Linked DNA regions of Mus musculus: region 2 is linked to region 1. Evidence: chromatin contacts called from public Micro-C data. All regions are on one chromosome and are shown on one strand. The core of a region is the stretch at or near the end of the contact, and the rest is flanking DNA. Distances in the headings are between cores, read along the strand shown.

What was found. Hi-C and Micro-C count contacts between places; a contact is called where the count stands out from the background.
Region 2: a contact with region 1 is called in a Micro-C map of palatal mesenchyme, with 1.9 times the contacts expected there. The contact joins the enhancer-like site here to the promoter of Limch1 in region 1. A contact is called at or near these places in 2 of 39 promoter capture datasets (3T3-L1-derived adipocytes and second pharyngeal arch cranial neural crest), 3 of 484 Hi-C or Micro-C datasets (neural progenitor cells, neurons and palatal mesenchyme), 7 of 115 datasets of contacts at active chromatin or transcription factors (embryonic forebrain, embryonic hindbrain, embryonic stem cells and 3 more) and 2 of 9 other capture datasets (adipose tissue and pancreatic islet).

The regions. Positions count from the first base shown.
Region 1 is chr5:66,744,229-66,747,388 of GRCm38.p6, reverse strand. It overlaps Limch1 (LIM and calponin homology domains 1), which reads right to left and starts at 1,500. Exons shown (of 26, transcript NM_001001980.3): 1 at 1,384-1,500. The coding sequence starts at 1,479.
Region 2 is chr5:66,825,367-66,828,526 of GRCm38.p6, reverse strand. The region is part of intron 1 of Limch1 (LIM and calponin homology domains 1); the gene reads right to left. Among named protein-coding and RNA genes, the nearest start is that of Gm52776, 67 kb to the left of the region's middle. Within about 2 kb of position 1,481, at least 3 of the 459 cell types and tissues checked have an H3K27ac peak or open chromatin away from gene starts, as enhancers often do. A contact at or near this core is called in palatal mesenchyme, where this site is marked.

The sequences.
Region 1 (3,160 bases), core at 251-2,750:
GAACACCTGTCATGCTCCAAGCCTTCCATCAAAATAAGCCTTCCATCAAAAATAAGAGGCTAACGTCGTTTTCTCATCTGGTAGTAAGTTACATCTGGTAGTTACAAGAGACAAGCCAGCCCTGACTTTTAGTAATGGTGCCTGGTATATATTGTTTCCTTAGTTCCGTTTTTAAATAGATGGCTCCAAACGCTAAGGAGCTTTTTTGCATCCATGAAGCTGGTTGACCCTGAAAGGTGGCGGCCTGTGGCTGAGCCTTCCAGCAATAGCCTCTGCAGGCAACCCAGCAGGTTTAAATATACAGCCCTATAGTTCTATCACCCTACCAACATTGGAGACCTGGGCTGTCCCAAGGGTGGGGATGGGGTCGCTAAGCGACCATCTGAGTTCTCTGAAGCGTATTCTTGCTTGGTCACGACTTAGCTGCACACATCCTCCTTTGAACTCTCAGGCCAAGGGGGTTGCGCGCCATTTAGCCAAATTCCTCTTCTACAAGGCATTTTAAAAGGTGGTTCATAGGAATTCCAAGAGTGGATCACAAATCACCTCTCCCACTCTCGCCCTCCACGCGTCCTGAACCCAAAGACCGGATTGTTTCAGAATAGCAGGGCTACTGAGCTGCACCTGCAGATAGACATCATGAATCAGGATCACCCAGCGAGCGCTTCCTGGACTGAGCCGAGAGCTCCAGTGATTTCCTTGGCCTTCCACCGAGTCATTTAAGAAGTGAAATGTGCCAACCTGGCCCGGTACGGGGCCTGCTGCAGCCCACCCTGCGGTCTCTGGGACAACCGATAGCTGGGCAGCGTGTCTACGGATAGCGCACTCACAACTAGGTCTTGCAGGTTCCCCCCTACGCTGTGCTCTGCGCCAACCTTGCACCTGAACGGGTGCCAGAACACAGCCAAGAGGCTTGGATGGGTATGAGCCTCAGTGGTGATACTGCCAACTCTGCTCCGGAAGGGAGAAGAGAGAGGCCAAGGGAATGTGGAGCAGTGAGCGGGACACCCCGAAATGCGGCTCCCGCAAAGGGCTCTGGAAGCTCGAGCCCCTGTAGCCTTTGCAGCGCTACGGCTCGCACTGCGCTTTCCGTAGCAGCACTTGCAAACCAAGCGGAGATTGCGAGCTCCGCAGGCAGCAGGGATGAAGGCGCAGGGGACAGCCTCTTGCCCCTGGGCGCACAGCTAGACCGCAGTGTCCCCCCTGTTCACGCCCACCATCCCAGAGCCCCAACGCCAAGGGATCTCAGTCTTCCGAAGGCCGCGGAGGATGACCTGGGGAAGCTGGCCACGAAAGTGGGGGAAGGCTGGACCTGAGGTCGCTGCTCTCGGGGCAGCAGCTTGGGGCGCCCCTGCAAGGCCGCCCGCCGGTGGCGGCACCTACCTCGATCCACTTCTGTGCCTCGGCGAAGGCAGGCTCCGGAGGTGGTTCGGGCTGCAGGGGTTGAAGGACTTCCAGACCGAGAGCGGGGCAAGCCATCTGCGAAGCCCGGCGAGTACTGGAGCGCTCGGCCGCCGGGATGAGCACAGCCTCCTCCGCAGGAGCGCGCTCTCCGCCCCTTCCCGCCCGCCGCGCTCTCCAGCCGCCTTCCCCGCCCCCACCGAGCGCAGGTCCCGGAGGACAGCGGCGCGCACTGCCGGAGGACACCGTGGCCACCTCAGCCAGTGGCGCCCGGGCCCGCCGCTTCGTCCCCTCCCCCAACTAAAAATAACCTGCCAGGAGCTCCGGGCGTCCTTCCCGGGCTCATGCAAGGACCGTGGGAGGAACACGGCCCGCCACCCCGCTTGTCCTGCCTCCGGCCGGCTACTTTGGGTAGCAGGTCGAGCTGCACCTTGGGTGAAGCTGGGCGGGGAAACAGCACTACTGCGGCAGAACTGGAGGACTGACTGGCACCTGCTGTCCCTCCCAGCTACAGACCTGAGGCCTAGAGCTGCAGCTCCGGACCCAGCACTCTAAGGTGTTCACAAGGCAACCGCCAGATCTTTCTGTTAAAAGGGGAGGGACTCCCCGCAAGCTACCTGGGCCTTAGCCTGTTGACTCATTCACAGGATTTATTCAGCTCTTATTATTCTCCAACCACCAAGCTAGGAACCTAGGACTGCCGGATTGGGAATGGGGGGTGGGGTGGGGGCAGGGAGGGATAAAACAAAAACAAACAAACAAACAAACAAACAAAAACTCCTAAAATGTGTGCTGGTTAGTTTTATGTCAAGTTGACACATGTTAGAATTATCTGAAACAAGGGAACCTTAACTGAGAAAATGCGAGGGAGAGCCTAGCCCATTGTGGGTGGCACCATCCCTAGGCTGGTGGTCCTGGATTCTATAAGAAAGTAGGCTGTGCAAGCCATGAAGAGCAAGCTAGCAAGCAGCACCCTTCTATGGCCTCTGCATCAGCTCCTGCCCTGCTTGAATTCCTGTCCTAATTTCCTTTGATTAGGAACAGCGAGATAGGGAAATGTAAGCCAATACCCTTTCCTCCCCCGTTGCTTTGATAATGGTGTTTCATCACAGCAAGACACAATTCTAAGAACTTGCCTTCAAGATACGTACACTTAGACTGGGATATAGCTCAGTTGGTAGAACGCTTACCCAGCATGCAGCTCACCCTGCTTTCTGTCCCCAGCGTCATGTCCTTGGAAGTACAAGCTCATAATCCCAGCACTCACTAGGTGCAAGCAGAAGATCAGAAATTCAAAGTCATCCATTGCACAAGCCAACTTGAGCTATATGAGACACCGTTCTCTGTATGTATTTCTCTAGATATTCACAATACCGATATTCACACTGGGGAGCAGACAATAAACATGGGAATCAAAAGATGTTGTAGAATGAGCTATCTGGTAAGAGATGGCCTGTGTTGAGGAGAGAAGGTGCCAGTTGATTTTTAATAAGCTGCTCATGTTGCTCTTGAAATGGCTGCACCAGTGCATTTGGGAGGCAAGCATGCTGGGAGAGGCCTGGAGGAGGGACAAGTGGAGAAGGAAACTGGGTATTTACGCTGGTGTCTCCCTGAGGATTGACTGACACCACCACTCTAAAGCAACATATGTCTTCTTTCCTTGGGTCCTGTCTCCTCTTGACCCATTCCTCCCTTCAGGCCCAGGAATGCTAAACCCCCCTGGTTTCCCACCTTTGCCCACTTCCTTCTATCACCCCTT
Region 2 (3,160 bases), core at 232-2,731, 81 kb before region 1:
ATCTGTGGTGCTAGCTGGCCAGCCAAGCCAAATGGGTGAGCTCCAGATTCAGTAAGAGACCATCTCAAAAGATGAGGTAGGGAGTGATTAAAGAAGACACCCAACTCCCATCTCTGGCCTCTACACACACAACGTGTACATACACCACACACTGGTACACACACCCATGTGAACTGTCTAGGCTCTACCCCACAGTTACCTGGCAAGAGCCAGGTATGCCTGACCCACTATAAAAGGGACTGCTTGCCCCCCACCTCTTGCTTTCTTGTTCTCACTCTGTCCTCTTGCCCCTTACCCTCTCTCTCTCTCCCATTCACCTCCCCCGTCCCATGCTCATGGTCGGCCTCTACTTCTCTTCTTCTTCTTCTTCTTCTTCTTCTTCTTCTTCTTCTTCTTCTTCTTCTTCTTCTTCTTCTTCTTCTTCTCCTTCTCCTTCTCCTTCTCCTTCTCCTTCTCCTTCTCCTTCTCCTTCTCCTTCTCCTTCTCCTTCTCCTTCTCCTTCTCCTTCTCCTTCTCCTTCTCCTTCTCCTTCTCCTCCTCCTCCTCCTTTTCTTCTTCTTCTTCTTCTTCTTCTTCTTCTTCTTCTTCTTCTTCTCTTTCTCCTTCTCCTTCTCCTTCTCCTCCTCCTCCTCCTCCTTTTCTTCTTCTTCTTCTACTTCTTCTTCTTCTTCTTCTTCCTTCTCTCTCTCTCTCTCTCTCTCTCTCTCTCTCTCTCTCTCTCTCTCTCTCTCTCCCCTCCCTTTCTCTGTCTCTATTATCCTCTTGACTCTCCTCCCCATGTCCTGAATAAACTCTATTCTATACTATGGAATGGTCCCTCAGGGGGAAAGGGATGCCTCAGCATGGGCCCACGGAGGCAACCCCACCCCCACACCTGACTACACACCCATATATTTCTTCTCTCCTCCTTTATTTTTATAAAACACAACACCTGTCATCATAGAAGACTGTAGGAAAAATTTAGGACTTAAATAACTCAGCAGAACATGCAACGGTGACCAACCATCATCAGCCAGCCTTGTTCACTTCAGGACCACGGCCATGTCTTCTCCCAGCCCCCCTCCTCAGTTATATGAAGCATCTCAAACAATGTTTCCCCTTTTTCTTCCATCCAGCTCTGCTTCCAGGCACATTGTTCCTGGATCACCTCTTTCCTTTCAGGATTAAGGAAACACACCCAGATGTGACCAGGCAAAGTTTGCCCCCAATATTGACTGACATATTCAATAACAAGTCATCCTTTTATCTGAAGCCATTCTTTTAAACACTGTAATGGATAACAGCTTCTTTTTCTTCATCGTATAGAATGCTCAGCTATTGTTCTCCTTCTAATTTGAGAGAGCTGCATTCTGGAGAATTAACTCCACATAAATATTTACAGTGGTCAAACCTACAGAAAAACACGGCGTGTCTTATGGCTGGATCTAGCGTACACATGTCAGTAACCACAACCAATCAGTCAACAAGGGATCTTTCCATAAAGCAGGAAAGCTGCGTAGACACTGGAAGGAGGAGGGCTAAACCCCACAGCTATACACGCCTCTGAGCTCTAAAAGCCTCTGCTGCAGAATGAGAGGTCAGGATTGCCGTTTTTCCACTGTCTCACAGCCAAACGTGGGATTGTCCTTAAAGCACACCCACCATGTATGAGAGGTAAGTTATAATCAGATCAGATCAGACTCACACTTTCTTCCCTGAAAAGAGCCTGCTGTGGATGTTGCTGTGCCCTGCACATCTTACATCCCTGCCTTGTCTTTCAAAAACAACCAGAAAGCACGCACCGCCCCTAGACAGCCTCGTGCATGTGTTCATTCTCATCCTCACCCCCCATCTCTCCTCCCCACAACAACCTTTTGAAAAAGCTCCATTGTTTTTTACTAATCTCCATTAGCAAACACATAAACGTTCTTCAGGATAATTTCTCTACCTACTAATGAAACGGAAAATAAATTTTAGTTTTATTTAACAAAAGAGTGATGGCCGACTAGTTGACTCATTCCATTATTGACTGAATAGTCTACCCCAGGCCCCGAGGGGCTTCTCACTGTAGTGGGAGACACACGTATTCAGTGTGCTTGGAATTACAAGTACTGGTGGCGAGGGCCACAAAGGGAGCTACTGAAGAGAAGGACTGTGCTGTGTCTGAAGGTGACAGTGAGGAGTAGGCAAGTATATGAGGTGAGGACTGAGGGCTGGGCAGACCCCTCAAAACAGTGATGTTAAGCTTTGGGTGTAAGATGAATACTCATACAGTGTAAGGTTTCCTTCCTCTCCATCCCCCACCCCCACCCTCATCCCAAAGGTGAGCAGAGGTGATTATCTCACCACTGAGGCCCCTTATTTTCTGAAGTTCTAGGATTCTTCCACAGTGCCATGTGCCCTCTGACCAACAGCCTACAATAAGAACACACCGGTGTGATTCCAACTCCAAACCACAAAATGTCCCAAGACACACCAGGTACTGAAGTATGCCCACAGTATTCCTCAGTCACCTCACACATACAAAGCATGGATGCTATAGGTGCCACAAAGATGGCTAACACTTTTTCCTCTCTCAAAGATGAGCTCTCATCAATCCATGGAGAGAGATCCAGCAGCCTGTGGTAAATATGAAAGAGGTACAGACAGATAAAGTGCCGTTGCAACCACGATGGAAGACCCATCTAGTTTTGAGGTCTGGAGGGAACTATGTAAGATTTAGCCTCTGAACATTGGCCTTGCAGAGCTGAAGGGTGAAGATGGATTGCCATGACTTTCGACAATATCCACTGAAGAACAGGCAATGTCCCTGACTACTGAAGTCTTTGGTCTGTCAAGGTTTCAAACGAGATTAAAAGACAAGAGTTCAGAGAGTAATAAAAATATCTGAAAGGAAATATCTTTTTATCAACAAAATGACTCAAGTAGGTGAAATGCTTCCTAGGCAAGCATGAAGACCTGAGTTCCGATCTCCAGCACTGGGGTGAAAAGCTGGGCGTGGCAGCATGGGCTATAACCCATCAGTGCTGGGGAGGTGGAGACAGCTACATCCCCGGAGCTTGCTGGCCAGCTAGACTAGCCAAATCAGAGAGCTTCCAGGTTCAGTGAGAAGCCCTGTCTCAAGAAAGTAAGATGGGAACGAAGTTGAGAAAGTAGTAAGACATCCAACAGGAACCTCTGG